Regions from separate parts of the Zea mays genome. Here regions 1 and 2 are each linked to region 3. The links are chromatin contacts, called in public Hi-C maps. All regions are on one chromosome and are shown on one strand. Each heading gives the region's core, a stretch centred on a gene start, on an enhancer-like site or on the middle of the called end of the contact. The rest is flanking DNA. Distances are from core to core; before and after follow the strand shown.

Region 1 (4,144 bases), core at 1,504-4,003, 270 kb before region 3:
TATCTACAGGCTGGTTTGTGTTTCTTGAACCATCCAACTGGAATTTCCTCATGTCATACAAACGTGCATACTCGTCGGAACCACCAATTGAAAAATAGTAAGGATTCTGTGGGTCAATGACAATGCTATTCAGTTTTACACGGCGTCTGTCATTCAAGAAAGAACAGCAGGTGAAAAGCTTTGTTGCTGAATCGCTTCTTAAGTCAAACTGTAAGGGAGGGGAAACGAGTTAATCCCACAACACTAATCGCATATATTAGAATATAGTAGCCTAGTGACATACATGTTGTACCAAGCCATCCTCTCCACAACTGTAAAATATGTAAGGGTTTCCTGGTTCAATAGCCATCTTATGCACCCGTGAATCGTGCTCCCCAACTAGTTTAGTTGTGACTTCACCGCCCTCCTTTAGTCGTCCTACTCGTACCTGGGTGGCAGAAGTGGTTTATTTGGTTGCAATGAAGAGAAAAACATCCATGATGTTTTAGCATGGAGTACAAGGAGCTGGTAGCCAGTAACATCATTTCCAATATGGTACTAAGTAAAAAGAAAATTAAAAAGTAGGCAATGCCAAGCTTACTTCAAAATAATATGTATTTCAGGGCACGACAATAAAGATGCATGCAAGCATTTGTGGGTCAATTTCCACAACAGCAAAGTTTAAATTCTGCATAGCCTTAACTTTTGAAAGCGCTGCTCCAGTTTAGACAAAAGAGGTTCGAAGCTAAAAGCCTGAGAGGGAAAATGATGTTTTTGTAGTTTGCCTTAGTGTTTTTCGTTGAAGGATTTCTGCAATGCTGACATAAGTTGCCATCATGCCATCTACTCCATTTTTGTAGTTTGCCTTATTAAGGGTATAGGTGATGTCCTATGCATGAAATAATAGTTGCCATCATGCCATCTACTCCCTCCGTCCCAAAATAGACTCGCTTTTCGAGGAGTCAACCATTTTTAAATTTGACTAAATATATACAAGAAAACATTAATATTTATAGTACATAATTACTAGCATTAGATAGATTTCCTAATCTATTTTTACAATAAATTTATTCGGATATACACATGTTGCTAATATTTTCTACAAGTCTACTCAAACTTGAGAAACTTTGACCGGCATGAAAACCATAGCTTCAATTACATTGGGATGGAGAGAGTAGGTTAAAAAACAAATTACCTAGAACCACGGCAGAAGCTCAACATGGTTTACGAATGTGTTGCATAAGTTACTTAGGGTTGCAAGGCTGATGAACGGTATTCTACATACAGCTGTCTTTCTCATAATAATTTATTACGATATTATGTGCAATGACCTCAGTCTCTTTACACATGATTCACGTGCCAGGAAATAAATCATGGTAAAAAGTTCCTTGAACTTGTTTGAGACAGATAAAAAAATGTAATGCATCCATCCAAATCATTGCTGGTAGAGACAAACCTGGCCATCAGCAGCAACAGTTACGATGGTGCTGTCATCAGTAAACGGCATCACACGAGCATGGAAGACATTATCTTGGTGACCAGAAGGGTAAACAAGCTTTTTAGTTTTAGAAAGCCAGTCCCATAGTATGATGTTTGTGTCGTCTGAACCAGACACAAGGAGGTCTCCAGCAGGGTTGAAGCTTACGGTATTAACACAGCCTTCATGACCATGCAATTTTCCATACTGAGACATAGACGACACTATATGCTACTCCCTCGAAGAAGAAAGACAAAAATGACAAGCAATTAGCACCACATATAAGAACAGTGATTAAAGCCAACTCTGTATCGTAGAAAGAAACAGTTATATAGCAAAACTACCACAAAAATCATCGTCATGATCTGTTATATAGAGAAGGGCAATCCTGGTGCAGTGGTGAAAGTTGTCTTACTGAGCCATCAGGTCGCCAATTTGAAGCAACCTCACCGTATTTGCGGGGTGCCTTGGTTCATCCTTTTTCTAGACTCCACAAGTGTAGGAACCTCTAGCACTAGGTCTGCCCTCTTTACGTTATATAGCTAGAGTTGGAACATCTTGTAACACATGCCATCCAATACGACATTCGTCAAGCTTGAAAAGAAACGCTTGGGAAAGAAACTAGCCAACTAGTAGACATCAAACTTGAACAAAATGTATAAATCTTATCCCCCATGTCACAAATTTCATCAGTAGTAAAATTGTGTCTAATCTATAGGCCCAGACAGCAGACAGTCTTATTCGGACGCTTAAATTTGAGATTGAGATTTACAGCACTAGTTCCATAAATTCGCAAAATGAAGTTGCTAAACGGGTACAAACAAGCTCAACGCCACATCAACAATAGAACCTAAACCTACCCACCAGCCATCGTACTCTACCCAACCGAGAGATATATGAACCCTTACGCATTGCCTTCCAAAGTTCACCGAGCAGATATGGTCGAATCATCTACCGAGTAGGAGATACTGAATTCCGGAAGGATTCCAAAATTCGAAGTGCCAGGATCAAACAGAAATTAACAGAGAAGGAAAGAACCTCGGAGCCGCTGATTCGGCGGGAAGAGACGCGGGGGAATGAAGAGCCGATCTCGCGGCGGCCGACTTCCAAGAAGCAGCTACCCTTCCGGCGACCAGCTGCTTCGATGGCGGCGGCGGCCATGGTGAGCGGTGGAATGCACTAGGAGATAGGAGGGGTTGGGGATTTTGTGGGATTTTTAAATGGTAGAATCTGCTAGTCGAGGCGCAGGAGCAGGATGACAGTGGTAACATCTCCGACAAATGACCTATAAAAATGCTCTACAATTTAAAAATAAGTATATTTTATAAAATTTATGACAACAATAAAATATCTCGTTCCAATACTAAATTCTTAAATCTAGATTATAAGTCACTTGAGAGGATGTCATATAATTTTTAAGAAAAATTTATGAAATGAGACACTATTGTAGTAGTTTTTTCTACAAAGAGCCCCATATTTTAATTTGAAGCACAAGTTTGAGTTATTGTTGGAGATGCTCTAAGATATATCGTGACCACCTATGGTCATATCCAGGGCTGAAAAAACTCGCTAACTGAAACTCAAATCCGAAATAACAAACCTAAACTGGGAATACCTAAAATCTGAAACAGACAGTAAACACTAAAACCATTTTCGTTTTCATATTTTTCATCAGAAACAAAATCGAAAGTGACAACTCCGGAAACGGGAACGACATCAGTAATTTGAAAACATCGAAAACGAAAGCTCAATATGGAAAACACACCGGTTACTGTCGGATCAAAAATACACCAGTAAAAATCATGACTTGTACCACCATGGCTACAAGTCGACCCTCTGCACAAGCGCACCATCTGATCGCCGCCATGGAGGAAGTGGAGACGCGGATGTCCGGGAAGTTTCAACGGGCTTTGGAGGCTTCGACAGTGACGATCAAGGAGCTATCAAAGAAGTTGGACGGGTTGGACACCTTGTCTAACAAATTGGAAGAGATTGAGACGCGTCAGGTGGAGCATGACAAGATTACGCAATATCTTCATGCCAAGATGGATCTCTCCATTAATTCTTTGGCCTAGATGTCTCAAGAGCAAGTACGGCTGTCTAGCGCGGTGACGACTGCAGCCCGGGGTGGACCCACAACACTGTGGGTTTTTGCGGGCGACAGATTAATGGGAGCACACCCTCATGTCAGACCACCTGGAGTTCATGTATCTTCCTCTATATCTGCTACTTTGTCGGTCGAGGAAGCAAGGTCGGGACATGAGATTAGCAACAAAATGGGTGCAGATGCTGATCCGAATCATCGAAGAAGCTGGTTGCCAAAGTTGGAGTTCCCGATGTTTGATGTAGATGAGGCTAGAGTTTGGATCGATAATTGTGAAGCTTATTTTTTGTTATACCAGATTCCTGAGGAGTTCATAGTTAGTGCTACATCTCTTCATTTGAGAGGTAGGGCTGCTCACTGGTACCAGGCTTTACGTGATTCAGTCGAATTTATGGAGTGCTTTCACTTCAAGATGTCGATATTGGATGAGTTTGAGTATCCACACATTCTGATAAGATGCTAGAGTTACTAACCTTGTGACAGATTGGATCAGTGCTGGGATACAAAATTCAGTTTGAGAAGTTGGTTTACTACATCAAACTATTTGACAAAGCGGTTAGTGAGACATTACTAGTAACTCAGTT
Region 2 (4,501 bases), core at 1,478-3,977, 460 kb before region 3:
ACCTCAAGGTTAAAAGCATTGCACTCTACCGACTGAGCTATAAATGCTTTGTTATTACACATCCGAGCTCGGCGCCATAGATCTTGGCGCCGAGCTCGGTACCACGTTGACGCCACGTCGTTCAGGTTGTGCCAGCGTAGCACGTACCTCGGCGCCATAGCCTATGGCGCCTAGATGTGTTACCTCGGCGCTATAGGCTATGGCGCCGAGCAAATGGTCCAAAAATGATATTAAAATTTTTTAAAATCTAAACGTGAATTTTTTATTGATAAAGGGACAAAATACAAAAAAAATCGGGCGTCGGAGTCGGACCTTCTACGGTGGTTGAGGCCCTGTTTTGGTGGCTTTCCTTCTGGTTGGTGTCTGATCCGAGGTGTGTCATCGCCTCTGACCGACCCCCGCGGCACCGGGGCGGGGCCGGCCGGCCGATGAGCGGCGCTTTTCTCCCTCCGAGCCCGGCCTGGTCTTCTTGTTCTGCTGTGGCCTGCGGTCCCGCGGTGGCGGACAGGCAACGGAGCGCCGGGCACTCTCTCAGCTCAGCCCGCCGAGCTGATTGGTCGCAACCGGCTGGGTACCGATACCGACCCCCCCGAATGTTGTCACTTTGTCAGTCGTCAGACAGCGCATGCATGTGATGAGCACACACGATTTTCATCCCCCTGACTCCAACCCATTCACATCGAAGGGCCTCAACCCGCCAACCCAGAAGAAGGACAGCTCGCTTTGCTCAATGGTCGTCAGCGATTCATCATTCGTTTGCAGCTCACAAACAAGAACTTGGCCATTAAAAAAAAAGCGACCACCTTCTCCCCCATTCTTTGGCACCCTAGTAGTAGTACCCCACAGGCCAACCACAGCGATAGCACCTACAGTAGTAGGTAGCAGCTCGTTTCGTGCATCTTCTTGCAGATGAAGCAAGGAGTTTGTTACTACGACGGGATGGAACCGGCCACCCACAGGCCAGAGCCAAAACAGGGAAATGGAAAACAAACCGGCAGTGTGTCTGTCTCCGGCCAGCTAGAGATGCAATAGGACCGATCCCCAATTTCACACAGAGAATTTCTCTATTAGTGCACGTAGACGGATAATTTAGTCTCCACGGGGATCGAAACGGTGAACACTTTGTTCCCGTCGGGTTCGCGGGGACCCGTTCGCCGCATAGTCGCATACCCATCCCACGAAGTTTTCTTCATCTAAATTAGTCCATGTTAAAATTATACTAAAATTTAGAGCATAGTCTATTATAAAATAACAAGCTATACTTTAAAGAAGACTTTCCTTGTATTTTTAAATCTTGTTTGTTAAATTTGTATCGACACAATATAACCAGTTTTAATTTAACTCTATAAATATTGTATTTAGTAAGGGAATTTTACTCTCGGCGGACGGCCGAGACGGGAAAGGGGAGTCGTTCCCGAATTTGCCGTTCCCATCTCTACGGCCGGTGGCCACATGCACGTCCGCGAAACGGTCCTTTCGCCTACCGCGGGTTTCCCCCCGCTTCTGTCGGTCGCGGGCGAAGGGAAAAACCCCATGACGTACGCAGCAGGCAGCGGAGACAACCGTGACGCATACAACTACTACTGGTATAGTATACAATTGACATGGGATTAGTTTCTCAAAGGCCCTGACTAGTACTAGCAGGGAAGGGAACTAAAAGCCGGAGGATGAGCTGTTTTCATACTTGCCCCATATGGCACGAGGTTTCGTGTCGCCCGGCCCCGGCGCGCGCCTCGTGCACCACCGACGCTCATCGCGCCCCGTTCGTTGCGGTTGTGGTTGTGGTCAGCTGCAAGTTTAAGCACACGCAAGCAAATGCTTTTGTTATTAGCATTAACAAATAAATATACGCGTGCTCTTCCTTCCGTCTAAGCCAGCCAGCCATGTAGCTTGGCAGTACTACGCTGTACGCGCACGGCCACCAGATCCAACTCACCCCGTCGCACTCGCACGGCGCGTCGACGCGCACATGTCACCGCTGGAGTTCGGCTGGCGTTTTCTGTCTGGGGGAGGGAACGAAAAACGCGGTGGACGCTCGCTCGGCACGGCCTTGACTTTGCTGATGTGGTTGGTTGTGCGAACGGCGGTGGCGAAATTTTGGGGGTGCGTTCTTCTCCCCCTGGCCGCCTGGCCGGCGGTTAGCGCCGCCGTTGGCTCGTCAATTCGAGGGCGCTTTTTTTTTTTGGTGTGTGTGTGACGCCGTGCCGACCGTCGTATTAGTCAAGTGGGAGGGAACTCTTTGCGTTGGGTATCTGGGTAGGTGCCGCGGCGCGCTCACTGGCGGGCGGGCCTCTCGTTACGTTTCACCAACTGCGTGTCACGGAACAGCTACCGGGGCTGCTGCGAATTTTTAACTTCAAGGCGAATTGAATCGCTGATAGGCTTGGTTCAGAGCATTTTTTTTACCTTCAAGGTCAGGGCTAGGATTCAACATTTTTTGGTTGAACGGTGCATATCAACGGTAGTCAGTGGACAATGATTACTTGATGCTCAGTATTGTAGGTTGAGGACTCCACGTGGCATCCATTTTTTTGTTGAATAAAAAGAATTTTCGTACCCCGTGAATCTCACGGAAAAGCAAGAACTCAGGCGCTTCTAGAATCGGCCTGGTCCGTATACAAAGCAGGCCGAAAATCAATTTCCCGTAATACTTGTCCTACTCCCTTCGCCCTTGCTCCTAACCACATTCTTCTATGGGCCTTTTATCTGAGCACGCTGGCCCAATTGTACTAGACTGTATTTGGGCCATGTTTTGGTAGAGCTCTTGCATACAGCTCTGGCTCCTTCTGTCTTTACGTGAGAGGGGTGGACAAGAGAGAGTCAGTGAAGCCTTTTTTTTTTTGCCCTTCTGATTTCGCTCGGTTTCTGAGGCCGCTTCTACCTATTTTCTATTTTCTTTGAGATATTTTTTAAAGAACTGTTGAATTAAAAGAGCCATGCCAAAAGAGGCGTTAGAGAATGTTTAGGACTACTCCGGATTCCAGCTTCATCAGCAAGCTAAATAAACAAAATAATCTATCTAAGGGCCTGTTTGGCATGGCTCCAGAGCAAAACTCCAAGGAGGAGCTGGCCAGAGCATGCCAAACACCATAACTCCAGAGTTGTAAACTCTATGGAGTTTTTGGAGCTGCAGTACAATTTTTTGGAGTACCTCTTTTGCTGCTCTGAAAACTCCAAAAAAGCAACCTAGTCATGGAGTTTTGAGTTATTTACCCGCCATTGCCACTGGTTATGAGAAACAATCTAAACTCTGGAGCAGAGCTGCTCCACCCAGAGTTTTAGAGTAGAGCTGCTCTGGGGTGGAGCAGAGCCATGCCAAACACACCCTAAATGTTTTCAAAAGGTTCAAATTTTTTACTTTCACGATTTTTTTAGCACATAACACCAACTCTATTAAGTTTTCTAGAGCCGGACTGGTCCTAAAAGGAAACTTAATGCTATACAACCTAATTTTGAACTCTTTTCAGACTGGCATTGTGCCGCTGCTTCGTTTTGTGACTCTGACTTGTGCATCAGATCAACATCCGGGCTGTGGGATGTGGCTTCTTCTTGCCAAAAGCAGATTAGTGACCAGTCACCTTCATACACATAGCCTTCAAACCTTGCAGTTTCAGCGGAGTGGACTTCATCATCCAGCGTCATCAGTTATCTCGCAAGCAAAGACTGAAAATGTCTACCACCATCGAGAAACATCTTGGCGGATCATGGATGTAGGCCGGAAAAAGGCAGCAGTGTTTTGGTTCTTCACACCATGCATGGAGCCACCCAGCTGTTGCAGGGCTGCATTGACATTGAGCGGTCGAAACAGGAAAGTTTCCAGGTTCCGATGCCTCCTCGGTGCTGCTTTTGCTCCACTTTCAGGGCCGGGGTGCGCAAGCTTGTACGGTCGCATTCTGGTAATGCTCGGTATCAGAAATTCAGAAGAATTCCGGAAAACGTGGCCATGAAGTGGAAGCAGATCTGCAGGTGGTACTGACGAATTTGAGTTGATCTTCGTGATGTCCTCCTCCGGTTGTCCAGATACACACGCGCGGCGCAGCTTGCCACTGCCATCAGCTTCATGAAAAGATGAACCACCGTGGGAAGCTTTTACATTTCTTATTATGAAGTCTCTCTGTTCTACTAAGTTCTAACCAAAGTTAAAGCCCCGGGCATTGCAAAGTTTACCTAATCGTTCACTCCTATGTGGATAAAGGATCTGAATCAACTATTTTTCGGATTGGTGCCTTGGTGGGCATTGCAAAGTTTGCACCAGGTCCGCATGACGAGACTTATTGGTGGCCACTGAATGTTTGCTGCAGCATAAAATCTAGTTTTTAATTATCTTAACTTTCACTAGCTAGATTTATATAAAAAATGTATTAATGTTTGTATTTTATATACATTTAACGATACTTATTTTATATATATTACAATACTTACTAGTTTTTAACACTACAGTAAACTAACAAACATCCAACGACCACCTTATCTCCGATGGCCGCCTACGAGGCCGTCGGAG
Region 3 (4,293 bases), core at 1,090-3,589:
GTATTTCCTAACTAAATGCAGTTGCTTTTCAATAGTAAACGAGACTAAGACTCACTTGAAGTAAGAGTTGTCAAAGACCAAAGGGTTTGTAGTCCAGGCCCCCTCGAAACCAGACCGCTCTTTGTGGCACCTTCCCTAAATAAACCTCAAGAAAATTAAATAAGTGCAAGCATACATATTACATACCTGAAACAAACATGAGTGACAGTAACAAACCAAGGTGTGGCCACCAGAGAGGGCAACAATGTCCTGATCGCTCAAGCCCATCTGCTTGCCAAAAACTTGCCTCAGGTGGTCAGAACCTGGTTAAAAAAGGGGCAGCAAGAAATCAATGACAGTATAGTATATCCTAGCCAAGAAAATTGGCAAATGAAGAACATGTGGTAAATATAACCAATCAATTCATCATTCAAGACAATCATAGTGAAGACGAGAGATCTACCCTTAGTGGCATCAGGAAGGCGGCCCTCAGGTGGGGGCTGAGGCTTGTCCTGAAAGAGACAATAAAAGATGTAAATACTTAGGTGTTTACATTGACAAACATTGGTGACAAAAAAGGGGTGGAACAAAAAATACTATCAGTCAGTCATGCCAATCTCTATACTTGTAAGAATTTCAAGAGCAATCTCTATACTTATAAGAATTTCAAGAGAAAAAGGGGGGTATAAGCAAACAACTTTATCACCAAATGTTAACTAATTGTCACCCAACATCATAATGACAAATCACGGGAAAATAGATAGCTTTAGACAACATGCAGAAAATTTATGGTCTATGTGTATAATATGACAACGTATCAACTGGGATCATACGTGTGCGTGGTCTGCATAATGCACAACATCATCTGGGTAAGGCAACCAGAACTATCTAGACGGCACAAAACAGGTACTGTGAATAAGTATATATAATCATTCAAAGCACTAAAAAGTTGGATGGAGAACACCAATATGAAATGACAAAACGGCTGATTATTTGTCCATGAGAAATCAAGCATTTCAACAGTACTTCACAAAACGAAGGCTATATGAACATTTTCTAATTGCCAAGGAACCATTGATGTTAGAAACAGCTTCTAAAAGCAACAAATTTTTTGATGTTTTTCCTCAAACACCCTGGAGAGCTGTAAGTATGAAAAAAAAATCATTAGAGTTAGTAATAGGACTACCCTACCACATCTACAAGAGACAAGGAATGCAAACAAACAATGAAATACGGAGTACTAACTATACACATACTGACAGCTGTATCTCATATATTGAGGAAGATTACACTAAATGGGTAAATTAACTTTCACAGCACAATGTTCAATATGATATCTATAAAATAATCGAAACCTGAACTAGTGGACACAAACATCAGAGACAAAGCTTACAGGAAAACAAAGGTTACCTGCAGCGATAAAATCACGTGTCATGAAGAAATGGTTATCGCTAACTGTAAGAGGTATCTACCAAGCAAATGGTAAAAGGCAAATAGATAGGTCGTACTAAGCAACCACGATCTAACCAAACGATCTTCACACCAACCTCTTCGGAGATTTCGAAACAAAAGGTTAAGCCCTGGCTAAACCCAAAGGCAGATAAAGATGGACGACAAAAAAAAGGACGAAAATCTCACCTCCCTACCGGGGTGGAAGGGAATCTCAGGCCCACCGGTGACCTCCACGGCCACAACTCCCGCGAGCTGCAACAGGAGCAGAGACAGAAAGGTACGTGGTCAAAACGCACATCCGTTCAGGCAGATCGAATCATTCAACCAGATCGATGCGGGGTCAGGGACAGACCTGGTAGAAATCGGCGTAAGAGAGGATTGGGAACTCCTCCTTGATGGGCTCGAGCAGCCGCACCGCGATGTCCAGCCCCGCGTTAGCGCCGTGAGCCAATTCCGACTGATGCTTCATCGTGCCGAATGGACCGCCGGTCCTCGACGACACGTCGAACGTCCCCGCGGAGTGCCACCTGCGCGACCAAACGGAAACCCAAATCATGCAACCGAAAAAACTCGCCCACGAAGATCTGGAAATCCGCGCGCAGCGCAGGGGAGGTAGGTGGGGGAGAAGAGGCTTACGCGAGGCGGAGCATGAGCGGGGCGCAGCTCTTCTCGGCGATGAGGGCTCGGAGCTTGCGCCTGGCCTTGTCCACAGCCTCGCTGTACTCGGCGCTCACGGTCGGGTAGTTCTTCGCCATGGCTGCGACCTGCGACCAGAGAGAGCTTTGGATCGTAGGATGCGACGCGACGCGGCTGAGGGAGGGTCACAAGATCTGCTGGGGGCAAATGGTCGCCACGCTCCCCGGCAAGTTTATATTGCGACAACCGAAAGGGCGGAGGGTTGCAAGGACAAGGAGAAAGGGAAGCTTCTCGTAGGGTGCATCATGGCCGTCAATCTGAACGATCGTACGGGGAGAAAGGATATAAATTTGGACGGGCATGATTGGGCCGTGTGGCATGTCAACGCTATCGTCTGCGCTCAGGTGGGCACTCAGAATTAGAGATGGTAATACTTACCCGAAACCTAAATCTCAATGACCAGTAGTTTTAACCGATATAAAAATGATATAGAAATGCAACAGATTTTACTCGATATAATCATATAAGGACGGTATAGAATAATCTCTATAAAATTGAATATGTCAATGGACAATAATCGGACAATAATCTCTATTCGTTGATAATGCATACGGATATGGGTAGATACTACCTATAGCTGCATGTTTATGGATAAAATGTACTTGTAGTATATCGTTATTATTGTCTAATAAAGTCTATCTTAGTTAAACAAATCATTCTTGGTATATTGTTTGTTTAACTATGAAATTATGTAATCATCTAGTTCGTAATATTTGAAGTTAAGCTTATTTTTGTGTGATTATTTGATATTTGAATGATTGAAATGTTAGAATTTGAAACTTTCTTAGGTGTATGGGTTTTGGAAGGCCACCGGAGCAGCGACGGGTTCACGGACGCGCGGACCACGTGAGGCGAGCGGTGGGTGGCCCACTGGCCCTGGCCTGCTGAAATAGTAACGCCGGCCACTATTCTCGAGCAGGGTGCCACCGGCATGATCCGTCCTCTATCTCACGCACTGTTCAATTCAATGGCCACCGCGCGCAAGCAGCAACGGCAAGCCAGCCATGAATCCCGGCTTTGAGAAGCATGGCAGCCTGATGCCTTCCTGTTCTGAACGCGAGCTGCAGAGACATTTTTGTGACCCGGTGCCGGTGGCAGACCACGGCAACCCAAAGTCCAAAGGTGGGTGAGACGGGCAGATCAGCTATCGCCTCGAATCGATTCGTCCAGATTACGTACTGTCGTCTGTATACTGACATTTTCTTTTATAAAAAAGAACTCGCGAACAACATCATTTGAGGAACGGATCCGTCGTGCTCGTGCTCCAATCGTCTACTGTCTCCAAGCGCTAAATTATCTGGATCGAGTGTGGAAGGCGTTCCTCGCTGCTCTGTCCCAGGCAACACAGCACGCCGTCACCGCTCCTCTCGACGCTACGCCGCAGTGGCCGCAGCAGATCGTCACGCAGAGTCGCAGAGGCAGCACAGCACAGTACGCCGTCACAGCTCGCTACGTCCGGCGTAGCCGCGTAGAGAAGGACGATAAAAAGCTCGGAATCAGACCAGATCGTGCGAGCAACGGAAGCATATTCCGGCTTAAAAAAATAGCGCACCCAGTACAGCCATGTCCCACCCCACCCGGCCACGGGCCAGCAACGGCCCCCATTTGCTGCTGCGAGGAATCCGCACCAACCCCGCATCAAATGCGCACGCGCACCGCGACAACGGGTAATGGCACCCGCGCGGCGGTGATTCGTGTTAAGAACCTTTTGCTACTGAATGTAGTACAAAGGTTTCTTAACTTATAAAAAACTGAAGATACAAAGATATAGGAGGAACTGATATTCTCATTCATGTATTCTGTTCACTGGTTACAACAAATGGTGATGTCCTCCTCTATATATAGTGCATAGTTAGGGTTTTGGCTAGATGAGTCACATGGGCCTTCGGGGCCTAAACTGGTTTCTTAACATTCCCCCTTGGCCCTCTTGCCGTGAGATACACATGTCCCAAAACTCCACAAAACCCAGTGGGAAAATTTGGAGAAAGAGTACATGGCTCACGCTTGCTGTGTTGCATGATTTGTCTCATTAAAAACCATACGTGAGAAACTTCTATTGAAAACTCACATAAGGGGAAAAGAGTACAAATCACATTTTTCTTCATTTAATCTTAAGGCTATAATTAGGTATTTGAACTTCCTGTTCAAGATTCAATTTAGGAGTAT

Evidence for each region. A called contact is a pair of places that touch in the nucleus more often than the background predicts.
Region 1: a Hi-C map of leaf shows a contact between it and region 3, with 2.4 times the contacts expected there. The contact joins the promoter of LOC103634486 here to the promoter of LOC100285887 in region 3. A contact is called at or near these places in 3 of 25 Hi-C or Micro-C datasets (endosperm and leaf).
Region 2: a Hi-C map of tassel shows a contact between it and region 3, with 2.2 times the contacts expected there. The contact joins the enhancer-like site here to the promoter of LOC100285887 in region 3. A contact is called at or near these places in 2 of 25 Hi-C or Micro-C datasets (ear and tassel).

The regions. Positions count from the first base shown.
Region 1 is chr1:43,790,770-43,794,913 of Zm-B73-REFERENCE-NAM-5.0, reverse strand. LOC103634486 (DDB1- and CUL4-associated factor 8) reads right to left here and starts at 2,753. Exons shown (of 5, transcript XM_008656225.3): 1 at 2,495-2,753; 2 at 1,436-1,687; 3 at 284-427; 4 at 1-208. The coding sequence starts at 2,617.
Region 2 is chr1:43,978,502-43,983,002 of Zm-B73-REFERENCE-NAM-5.0, reverse strand. No RefSeq gene overlaps it. Among protein-coding and RNA genes, the nearest start is that of LOC100281273, 4.4 kb to the left of the region's middle. Within about 2 kb of position 2,727, at least 20 of the 20 cell types and tissues checked have an H3K27ac peak or open chromatin away from gene starts, as enhancers often do. A contact at or near this core is called in ear and tassel, where this site is marked.
Region 3 is chr1:43,522,801-43,527,093 of Zm-B73-REFERENCE-NAM-5.0, reverse strand. LOC100285887 (APx1 - Cytosolic Ascorbate Peroxidase) reads right to left here and starts at 2,339. Exons shown (of 9, transcript NM_001159274.2): 1 at 2,068-2,339; 2 at 1,784-1,958; 3 at 1,618-1,683; 4 at 443-491; 5 at 217-302; 6 at 56-135. The coding sequence starts at 2,186.